Regions from separate parts of the Zea mays genome. Here all the other regions are linked to region 2. The links are chromatin contacts, called in public Hi-C maps. All regions are on one chromosome and are shown on one strand. The core of a region is the stretch at or near the end of the contact, and the rest is flanking DNA. Distances in the headings are between cores, read along the strand shown.

Evidence for each region. A called contact is a pair of places that touch in the nucleus more often than the background predicts.
Region 1: a Hi-C map of bundle sheath shows a contact between it and region 2, with 3 times the contacts expected there. The contact joins the promoter of LOC100276638 here to the promoter of LOC100285436 in region 2. A contact is called at or near these places in 4 of 25 Hi-C or Micro-C datasets (bundle sheath, ear, leaf and 1 more).
Region 3: a contact with region 2 is called in a Hi-C map of endosperm, with 2.4 times the contacts expected there. The contact joins the promoter of LOC103645469 here to the promoter of LOC100285436 in region 2. A contact is called at or near these places in 3 of 25 Hi-C or Micro-C datasets (bundle sheath, ear and endosperm).

Annotation. Positions count from the first base shown.
Region 1 is chr1:258,728,414-258,732,065 of Zm-B73-REFERENCE-NAM-5.0, reverse strand. It overlaps LOC100276638, which reads left to right and starts at 2,137. Exons shown (of 1, transcript NM_001150376.2): 1 at 2,137-3,013. The coding sequence starts at 2,233. The coding sequence ends at 2,838.
Region 2 is chr1:258,997,820-259,001,568 of Zm-B73-REFERENCE-NAM-5.0, reverse strand. It overlaps LOC100285436 (synaptic vesicle 2-related protein), which reads right to left and starts at 1,652. Exons shown (of 7, transcript NM_001158329.2): 1 at 1,421-1,652; 2 at 642-832; 3 at 212-488. The coding sequence starts at 468. It overlaps LOC109943771 (a long non-coding RNA gene), which reads right to left. Exons shown (of 2, transcript XR_002266851.2): 1 at 3,337-3,749; 2 at 2,999-3,216.
Region 3 is chr1:258,509,403-258,513,252 of Zm-B73-REFERENCE-NAM-5.0, reverse strand. LOC103645469 (ankyrin-2) reads right to left here and starts at 1,466. Exons shown (of 8, transcript XM_020543799.1): 1 at 1,320-1,466. The coding sequence starts at 1,466. It overlaps LOC100193638 (MYB-type transcription factor), which reads right to left. Exons shown (of 3, transcript NM_001138737.1): 1 at 3,547-3,850; 2 at 3,256-3,382; 3 at 1,621-2,723. The coding sequence ends at 1,860.

The DNA of each region.
Region 1 (3,652 bases), core at 888-3,387, 270 kb after region 2:
CAACCAAACTTAGGTAAAATTATTCTAGGCTTCATATGTCATTGGGTAAAAAGTATGATAAAATTTTCTTAAGTATGGCTTCAAATTTTCTTGACAAGTTTACCTAAGGTTAGTTCTTAGAAATTGTGGTTGGTCTTTTAACCATTAAATACTGCAACGAGATTTCAATTTAGGTCTCAAACTATAAAATTGCACTATCTGAATTTCTAAACCATACAATTAAGTACCCTAAATACTTGTACAAATTTAAGTAACAATGACATAACACGTAGTTAGCTCAGTATGGAATGATATATGGGCTCGCAGGTCATAATTGTGCAGGTGGTTCTAAACTATGAAACTATAAATCTAGATTTGTAATATAAGTAACTTTGCTTAGAAATTTTATATGAATTTAAAAAGGAGAGATCAAGTCAATCAAAATTTTAATGGTGACATGATTTTGAAGAGGTTCGCTGTTACATGGAAAAAAAGAGAAAAGTAAATTGGATAACTGACGTTCTGCTATGGGCCAAATAGATAGGGACGAGGACGCGAACGGCTTGCAGTTGCAGCCGATCAGACTCGAAGGTAGCGTGAGAGGGTGGGTCGAGACTAATTTGGCCCAGCGACTAGGATGAGTTAAAAAAAAGATTTAACTTAGTTTTAGTTTTATGGAGTTCAAAAATTAGTCTAATTCTATAAATATTAACCTAAAAATTCTATAAAAATTACTAGAAATATATCGATACCTGAGAAAATTGGATGTGCGATTTAAGGACTTCTTTATAAACATCTTGGCACATTTTATTACAAGCTCATGAAAGCTTGTATGAATCGGCATGACGAAAACAAAACAAATATTTAAGACATTTATCTAAATAATAGATTATTTTCTTTTTGAATTTTGTGTTGCTACATCTCATTTATAGAATAGTTTTTATCTAATAAAATTCATTTCTATTTATCCAAGTTTTGAACATATTGCTAAATATTTGCGAGGAATATAATGGTTTAGTTATGTCTTCTATTCACATAACGAAATATAATAAGAAATGACACATGAATACATAATATATTGTGAGAAAATTAGAAAAAAGGTGAAATCACGTAGTGCTATGCACGTACTGAGGTAGAAATTAGGGGGGAGTGTGACATTTGTGAATATAGAAGACGATAGGGAATGTTACAATTCAAAAGTGTATTTTGACTTTGATGGTCAAATATATAAACTCATCATAACACACCAATGATTTAATAATAATATAGCTCTTGTGTCACTGAATATTTGTCGGAGAAGGCTATACATTTTGTAGTACAACGTTCTGATGTAATAAGATACTCTCTGTCTCAAATTAAAATTCATTTTAGTAAAATAGTGCATTCATTTAATATTTAATGTACATGTTTTATAGATGTGTTTATATTCAATATCATCTATTTGAATTTAGATATAAAAAAAGTATTCAATATCATTTATTTGAATTTAGATATAAAAAAGAAGAGCTAAAACGACTACTATATTGATATAGATGGATTATATAAATAGGTGTAGACAAGTGAGTTCTCACGGGATGATGCCGTCACATGGTGAATAGTGCGTACTCCCTCCGTCCCAAAATATAGTTCTTTCTGACACTTTTTTTTCGTTCACATTCATCCTAATAATAAAGAACGTAGATATACATACAAACTACATTCGTAGATTAATTAATGAATATTTGTATAGTCTAAAACAGATTATATTTTGGGTCGGAGAGCTGGTCAAATGTCCGTAGACGATCGAAAACCAGGATGCCATGCATGTTCACCATATGCTCAAGTGAATATTGAACTATAGAGTCTAGAATGGTGTCTTGATATTTGTATATTTTTTTCTGAAAGTTCGGTTAAAGTGAATCGGTGCTTTCATGTAAGGGCACTTGTAGCTTGGTTAAAATAATTTTTTTTTAAATTAGGAATGTTTGGTTTCTATTTTAAGTCCTAATCACGTAATGGACGCGACCAACCTAACCACGTTCCTCTCCGGCAGCATGCACGGCAGGCGGTCAACGCCGTTATGGGTAAGACGGCAGTAGCTGGGAGGCAAGTACAGCACACCTCCAGTTCCTTTCCTTGACAGGTGCACAAAACCATTTCACTTCATCCCGAGCTTGCTTTAACCATCTGGTCGAACCATCAACTATAAAAATCCTTATAACCCTCCATCGTTTGGTCACTGCTCCCGCACCACCATCGCAATTTGCATCAAACATGGCTCGCGTTCTCGCCGCAATCGCCGTCGCGACGGCGTTCCACCTCCTCGCCATGCTCCACGGTGCCTCAGCCGCGCGGCCGATGGGAAGGCAGCAGGCGGCCGCATTCCGGACGGGGACGTTGGCGTTGGCGCCGGCTGGAGATCAAAATCAGCAGCGGCGCACGGCGGCGGCGGCGGCCGCCGAGGCCGGGAAGTGGCTGCCGTTCGCGGGCGTGCACCACCACCTGCCGGCGCCGGCGTACTGGGCACACAGGCCGGCGCCGTGGGTTGGAGCCGGCGGCCTGGGCGGCGCAGGCGCCGTGGAAGGCGAAGGCGCCGAGGGGGAGGTGCTCGTGCGGGAGCGGGAGCGACGCCAGCGGCCGATGTACGAGGGCGAAGGGACGATCACTAGGCAGGAGCAGCTCGCAATGTGGGCGTCGCTGCTCAACCCCGAGGGGAAAGGGAGGACGGCCACGGGCTGGCTGCCGGCGCCGGGAGCTGGCGAGGTGGCCTACGAGGAGCCGGTCAAGGCGGCGGACGCGGTTGAAGGGGCGGAGGCGGACGACCCGGCAGCCGACGGCGCGCGGGCCGGACAGACCTATTGGGGAAACAATGGCAACTGACGACGTAGAAGATGACACTTATGTTTTGCAACAGGAACTTATAAAATGCAGAAATATATGTTAGGCAAAATATATATATTGTGAACGATAAAAAATACTTACATTCGATTGTAGCCGTGATTATGGCCAATAGGACTTCTTATAAAAGCACTCTATAATATCTAAATATAATCTCAAAAGGTGAGGTATACAAAGCGAAAATATATTTTCCTGTACGTCATATACTTGTTTACTTGACTTTAATCTGCATCTGCTACAATATTTTATTTCTATAGATTAGAGTTGTAACAATCTAAACAGCTGACTTTAATCAAAGCGAATAACCTGATGATCGAGTTGTCCGACCCATTCCTATTGATAGCCGTGATTAGTTGATTAATGATTACGGCCATCAGGGTCAGGGGCCTGACAAGGTTTAACAATGGTCCAGCCCAACACGCTCCACCTCCGCCCTCAGCTGTTTTTTTATTAAACTAGATATGTGCCCGTGTTGCTATGAGAGTTAAAAATCCATATAAAACATAGATATGTAACAACAACTGTCACTATGATATATAAATATCCGTGTAGCAAAATATCACCTTAACACTAATATTATACTCTAAGTATAGACTAAATGCTTTGGTACCTATTCACAGTCGAAGATTTAACTGGGAAAACATGATTAATCATTCACTACCTAGATGCAACTGAGAACACAGCAAGAACCCAATTTGGAAGGACGAAAAAGAACAAAATGCACACATTTCAACTCATCATTCCGAAATGAACATCCATCAAAGCTAGCATAGCATAGCTACATGCATTGATAAGT
Region 2 (3,749 bases), core at 403-2,902:
ACATAGTAAAACTAATACCAGTACCACGACCACTGTCAAAACTGTATTGGTTATTTGGACGTAGGTGTGATTAGATCCAATATCTTCAGACTAGTGAGAAATGAAATCAGTTTCCTGTGAATCCTAAAGGACTTGAAATTATTCCTGCCTGCCTTAAGAAGCCAAGGCCTGTAAATTGAAACATAAAGAGTTTGCTGGAGCAGATCCTTACTTTCTTCCGTATCTGTCGGAAATAAAGCCCCAAGCACAAGCTCCGATTAGCATGCCAGCAAACACAACACTGGATAGCAGACTCTCGTCTTGGGGAGAGACATTCCACTCTTCCCGCACCACTGGTCCAAGGAATGACAATAGCATGACCTCCATGGCTTCTGCAACCCAGCCCATTCCTGCATATGCAAGGACAAGTGCTTGGAACTTTCCAAACCCCATGAGCGTAAGAGCGTCATCAGTAGTGTATGTTTCCATATGAGCAGCACCTGCAGATTCTGCAAAGCAAAAGGTGTCTCTAAGAAATTCCAAGCATAAACTTGTGGTGAACCAACAATCAGAGATTTTGAGATTGCACGTATTTGCTTTTATAGTGTTTGTCAATACCATATACAAAACGAATCCATTTTTAGGGAACATACTGGACTCACCACTGAACCAGTGTGTGTAGCACCGTGATCTGACAACGCTTATTTGATGAGTAGAATGAGTATCAGTGTCTATCTGATCCAAGTTTCAGAATCAACCATTGCAGTGCATTGACATTTTCTCTTTTTTTTCCTTTTTTTCTTTTGCGAGAAGATCTTTATTTTTCTGGAGTAAAAGAGGATGCCGATCGCCACTGCACAGTGAAGGAGGTCAATGTTCAGAAACAGAAGGCAAGTGTAATCCACCCAGCAAATTAAGGGAGCCATGCTTTATTGACAGAAGCTGAGAGCACAAAGGAAGCATAACTACAGAAGATGGGCAGCATAGTAACGATAGCGGAGACGAACTGCCATATTTCGGCATAGTATATTCCTTGTGGCTAGAGAGATCGTACGGTATATTGGCTGAAGATGCGCAGGAGCGTCGACTTTGAGTGGCAGCTGATTGGGTACATCTTCTTGACACTGGTTTCTCAACTCAGACTAAAGAAACGCCACGAGTAAATACGCGGAGCTACAGGTCCATGGTTTTGCCATAGACCATAGTTCAGGGCCGAATTTCAGAGCGTGCATACAGATACAGTGAGAGCACTGCCGCTTAAGTCGAGCAGTACATGTATGCCTAGCCTAGTGTGTGCGCCCGCCGCACTCTCGCAGGAGGAGACCGCCACCGGTATTCGGCTACGGCAGGCCTGGAGCGGGGTGGAGGAGGACAGACGAAGGAAACGAAGGAATCAGTAAGAGGCGAGGGCAAGGGAGGAGTGGAGGGAAACGAAGCGAACCCAGGCTGGCGGGCGAGCTGAGCAGCGGATGCGGGCGACGCCGGTGACTCAGGACCGGCACTTCGAACGGAGGAGCGGTCGGTCCCTCTCCGCCCCGGCTGGCCGGTGGGCGCAGAGCGGCTTAGGTCGCGCCGCTCGCTGTTTGTTGGGAGGCGGTAAGACGAACGAGTAACGAGCGAGCCGCCTAGAGAGCAGATCAGCGTAGCACTTCTGGTGAGATGTTCAGTTTCGTTTGAAGTAGTGGGCGCTCCGGTCTTGGTGGTATTTTTATTTTTAAAACTATTTCTAAAAATAATATTAGGAATTTACTTAGAAAAAATATGTTTGAGCGCAGAAATCCTTCTAGCATGACTAACTATGTTGCCGTTTTTTTAATTTGATGATCCAAATGACACAGCGTGCTAAATTGGAGAACTACCGCTGCATTTTACGCTATCAAAAATATCGACTAGAACATGTTAAGCTAATCATCACCACCATTGTAAAGTAACGCAGTGTCCTCATTCCAACCCTCTACGATAATCTTATTCATGTGGATAGGCTCACCTTTCTATGTCCTATCTTATTTTTGTGTGAAGTATTTGGTCTCCAATTTACAGTGGCTTGAGAATTCAAGCATCCTTCTTTGCTCGCTCTTCTTCTCCTGCAAGATCGATGAGTTCGCAAAGTCTAGAAGTGTCCTCTTTATCTTCACCACTTTCATGGACCTCCGTAATATGAGATAATACACAAAGAGCCATTTTTACTTTATGCTCCTATGTCTTTCTTCTTTCAAACCTGACATGTGCTACCTTACTAGCGTGCTCATTGCATATATTGTTCTTTTCCTACAAAGAGAAATACGATAAATTAGCCACCTACATTAAAATAAAAACAAGGTATCAAAATAATTACATAATCCAAGGCAATCCAAGCACTCATTGTGCAAACCAGCAACAAGGTCATTCATGAGTTGCAATTGAATTTTGTCTCATTTGCCCTCTCCTCCTCTGCTTTCTACCTGGCATTCCATGGCCCTTGCATCTCTCAAACATACCACCCATTTGTACTTAGATATATCAAATTAAATAGATCTTGTTTCTATGCTTGGCGACGTAACTTATCTTTTTGGATTCTAACAAATTTGTTGACACACTGAGATCCATATTTTGATTTTTGTTGCATTACTTGCTTCTATCGAATTGTATCCTCACATTCATGTCTAAATTTGGAATCCTTTTAGTTTCATTTTCTAGTGCTCCATTGACAAAAGGTCATTATATGCCAAATGTTCAATTTTAAGTATTTAAAAATGTCCCACCAACCTCATCGTAATCAACCATATGGTCGCATCGATTGTCTATTCTAAGCTCCAAAGGAACTAGGGCGTAGCGTGCTTCAATTCCACATTTTTAGAGGATTGGGAGGGCTATGATATGTTTCTTTTCTTTCTCATTTTCTTTGGCTCTGACCAATAAGACTTAGGTATATGCATCCACTCAATAAAATGACACTTTCAATATTCATGGTGCAGACGAGGACATTATTAATTCTAGGGGTAAATACAAGGATCAAGATAAACAAAGATAAGGACAACTACATCTCCATAATCACGTAGAGGAGGGTTCTCAATGTGTTCATTGGTAGCTTTGATCTTCTCTTCGTTCATCATTGATGGGAAATTATATGGACGTGAAACCCACCGCTTGAAGCACTCGAGTGGTCGTCTTTCTCTGCACTAGCCATTGAAAAGTAAGTACCTTGCATCCAACTTTTCAAGACCATCCATGCTCTACAAAAAGGCACCTCTCATGGTCCTAAATAGGTCGATGACATCAACTTATCAGTAATTTAATAACATATATCAAGAAAAAACTAAATAAAATAAGTAATTTAATAACATATATAAACAAAAACTAAATAAAATAATTACTTACATTAAAACGACGACATATGTAGAACCAACAAGCGCCTATGTCTGGATGCCTTGATTGAGACTGAAAGGAATGATGACACCTAAGAAGGGGGCTAATTTAGGTGACCTAATTTCTTCTCTAAACTAATGCCTCTATTTTTCTCCTAGTCAAAACCTATACAATAAACAAACTATCTTATGTGTAACTATGATTTTGACTAAGTGTTGTTATCTCTACTGCAGAGAGTTATAGAACGTAGGTTCCAATCCTATTCATTAGCCTATAACTAAGCTAGGATGGTAAAGCATACAATTAAGGTAACATAATATAATCGTGGAAGCTTAAGTGTGATAGAGATAAAAACTTACGTTGACGTGCATGTATTTTTACTAAGGCATTGATAAGCATGGAAACTCCTCCCTAATGCTCGTTGG
Region 3 (3,850 bases), core at 217-2,716, 490 kb after region 2:
GTTTTCGTACTATTATGCATATCTCTTTTTTTATATGGTTTTCATACCTCCTATTAACAAGTTATTCAAGTTCCTATTTCAGAAATGGAAACTCCCTGCTGCATGACATGTGAAAAACTCGTATGTACTAGATATTTTGTGTATCCGTCCAAAACTTTAATTTGGACTTGAAATTGAACAACTTTGCTGGTTTTTTTTGTTCCATAGGAGCAACGAACATCATGATCTTTGATAATGCAGATGGAAACACATATTGGAGTACTCCTGATTAATCCATATGGAACTATCCCTGTTTTTTCGATAATGAAAAAGAATATGCGTCTTCAGCCTCATGCATAGACGAGGAATCGAAGCACACTCATTACTTACAAAAGAAGAATCACGGTGTAACCTGTAAGCCTCAGCAAACATGGAAGTTCGAAAAACGTGACCCTAGGAGAAAAAGGCCATGCGGCGTGAGAGAGGCGAAAAAGGCAAGTTTCTCTCCTAATAGACATATATTAGCTGTCATCACCGACTGTTCGGCGCGCTAGTGACTTGCGATGCCTATCCGATCGATCTCACGGCTTACTCGTTATCGCCGCGCGCTGACAGAGAGAGAAAAAATGGTTATAGTTAACAAGAAGACACTAATAAAATGCTAGTTTGGCATGACGATCCATCGGCGGCGCGCGGCATATAAACCGTGACGCGCTAAGGGCCACGCTGAGCATGCATGTTCCACTGCGAGCCTCGGCCCTTTGGAGAAGCCGAGACGCGTCCTAGCTACGGCCGAACTCGTGAAATGAAAAGGCGGACGTGTGGAGGACACGCTAGCTTTGCAAGACAAGCGAAAACAAGCGGACAAACCACACAACACACACAGCAGTATCCGCGCTGCTCGATCGTCTCTCCTCGTATAAAAAAGGCTGCTTTTTTTCTAACAAGATGCACAAAGAGGCACCCCTAAATTCAGGGCGAACGTAAAAGTGAGCAGAAACATGTAAAAAAAAAAGACTAGTAGCAACAAAGCGAAGAGTACTGCACTGCCACTACCATGTTGGACGGGGATGCAAATATGCCAAGGACGTGTGTTTTTGGCAGGCACGTAAATGGCTCCGCCGCCGCCGCCGCACCACCACCACTACGTACTAAACGCCATTATTTTAATGGAGGTTTACTACCGCTAAAGATAATCGGCACGGCAGCATGGAGCGCGGATTCGACGCGCTAGCTGCCTGCGCTGCAGCTAGATGTCGATCCATCTCTCTCTTGCAGATAGCGTGCGTACTACCACCCACCGGCCGCCGACGTCACAGCAGCTAGGAGACAGGACAAACGACACCGGCCGCGGACGCCATCTCTAGTCTAGCCGCGCCGCGCGCGCCTTGCATGGCACTGTGCATGCCTGCATGCAAAAAGATGACGGCGGCTAGATTTGACTTTAATGCCTGCAGCGGCGTCGTCCGTCCGTCCTCACTCGCCATCGCCGCCAGCTCTCGCTCATGGCGGCCATGGCGTTTGCAAGCTCTCGATCGTCATGGCGACTGCAAGAAAATTGAACTACCTAGCTAGTGCGCATACCTGCAACCATACGAGTACGGATCGAGATTTGGAAAATCAAAGAGTAGTCATACAAATACAAGCAAATGAAATTGTCATTAGGGGTAATCCAAACATTACAACATACGGTCCAGGTTATTGAAACGGGAACTACACGGACGGTTTCTCCGCCGGGGAATTGAAATGCCAGTACAACAAACATGTAAAAAGATACAACAACGCAATAATAAGGAACGAACACGGCAGTAAACAAACTGCTGGACGAACGCCCCTTCTGCGTTTTTTGACGACGATCGACGAGCCTGCTAGCTGCTGTGTCAACGGAACCTGGCCAGGTCCAGGGTGACCTCGTCCTCCGACGGCGTCAGGAACTCCCTGGAGGCCATCTGGACGACGTCGACGTCGTCCGCCGGAACGGCGACGACGTTGCTCGGGCCGGCACCTGCCGCGTCGGCGCCACCGCCGTAGGCGGCGCTGCCATGGGCGGCGTACGGCGCCTGCTGCCACATGACGCTGTTGTCGATGAAGGGGTACGTGAGCAGCTGGTTGGCGGTGGCGTAGGAAGCCTGCTGGTGCTGGTAGTGATCGTGCTCCATCATCTGCGGCACAGGCGCCGCCATTCCCCCCATCGGAGCCATAAGCCGCATCGTCGCCGCCGGCGCGCCGCCGTAGTAGGCGTTGAGGTCCAGGTGCAGGAACGGCGCCACGATGTCGGAGCTCATGCCCCCCTGCAGCTCGGCCGGCGCGGGCGACGACGACGACGCGCCCAGGTACAGCCCCATGGCGGTCATCTGGTCAAAGCTGCCGGGCGGCGCGGCGGCGGACGCTGGGCTGCTGATCACCTCGCCGTACGAGTACGACCCGAGGTTGTAGGACGACGGGGGGGAGTCCTCGGCCGCCGGCGGGGTCTGGTCGGCGCCGGCGCCGTCGGCGAGGTCAGGGTACAGGCTGCGGATGTACTCCTCCAGGACGGACCACTGCCCGGCCGGCACCTGCTGCGCGTTGCTCTTCTTCTTCAGCCGGCGCTTGGCCTTGAGGCTCCGCTTGGTGGCGTTCCAGTGGTTCTTCACGGCGTTCTCGGAACGCCCGGGCAGGAACGTGGCGATGGTCGACCAGTGGTTGCCGCACCGCTTGTGCGCCTTGATCAGCGCCATGTCGTCTTCTTCAGTCCACACGCTCTTCTGTTAATTATTTTTGTTGCATTGCATGTCAGAGAAGAAAAGCAAGCAAACGGTGCGCAGCAGCAGCTCAAAAGATCCAAATAAAGCACACTAGGTTGGTTAATCGACGATCAGAATGCCCCATCGGTGGTCACAAACTTGGCATGTATATGCGCATACATATATAACCACAGATAAGCTAGAAAAAATGAATAATATTCTCCACGGCAATCAATCCGGCCGTGGCTAATTATATTGCCACAGTTAGTGGGCAGAGTAAAAACACATGCAACTCCCACTAATTCTTACCGAGTTAATGCCCCCACTTTCGAATCTAGACCAAAATTTAGCAGGATTTGTTTACGTAGGAATTAAAGGCAAAGAAAAATCCCCCCCCTCGCGAATCATGTGTGGGGAGAGCGAGGGGATATCGCTCCCCCAAGCCACAGCTACACTACACTGCACACAGATCGAATTCAAAGCTTCCATCCACGCATCAAGATCTGAGAGATCGAATGAGAAGATGGATCGATCGAAAAAAGAGAATACGCACCTTGAGGTCGGGGCGCAGGTGGTTGGTCCATCTCTCGCGGCACTGCTTGCCCACCCTGCCGGGGAGCGACTGCGCTATCACCGCCCACTTCCGGTCGCCGTGCTTCATCACCATCTCCCTGAGGACTCTGCAAAGCGAGCAACCACGGATCGAGCAAGCGCGCGGCCGGCCGCCGGCACACGTTCAGCAGCCACGACCAAACACTCTCCTTACTTGCACCGAATCGAAACAAAAGGGAACGAGAAAAAAAAAGGAGCAGAAGAATGAGAACTCAGGGGAGCAAGTACTCACACGTCCTCCGCCTCGGTCCAGGGGCCCTTGTGGTGCTGCGCCCTATGCCCGCCGATGCCACCGCCCGCGTGGGGCGGCAGCTGCTGCTGAGCCCCGCTCCAGGCGGCGCGCAGGGCGCTGGACATGATGCCGCCGTACCCGGCGGACGCCGCCGCCAGGGCTCCTCCGGGCAGCACCATGCCAGGCGGCGCCTGCATCCCGAGGCGGCCGACCAGGAGGGAGGCCATGCCGGCGGGCATCGTCATGCCCGTGCCCGGGATCACCTGCTGATGAGAAGAAGCAGCGCCGGCGTTACCTGCGTGCA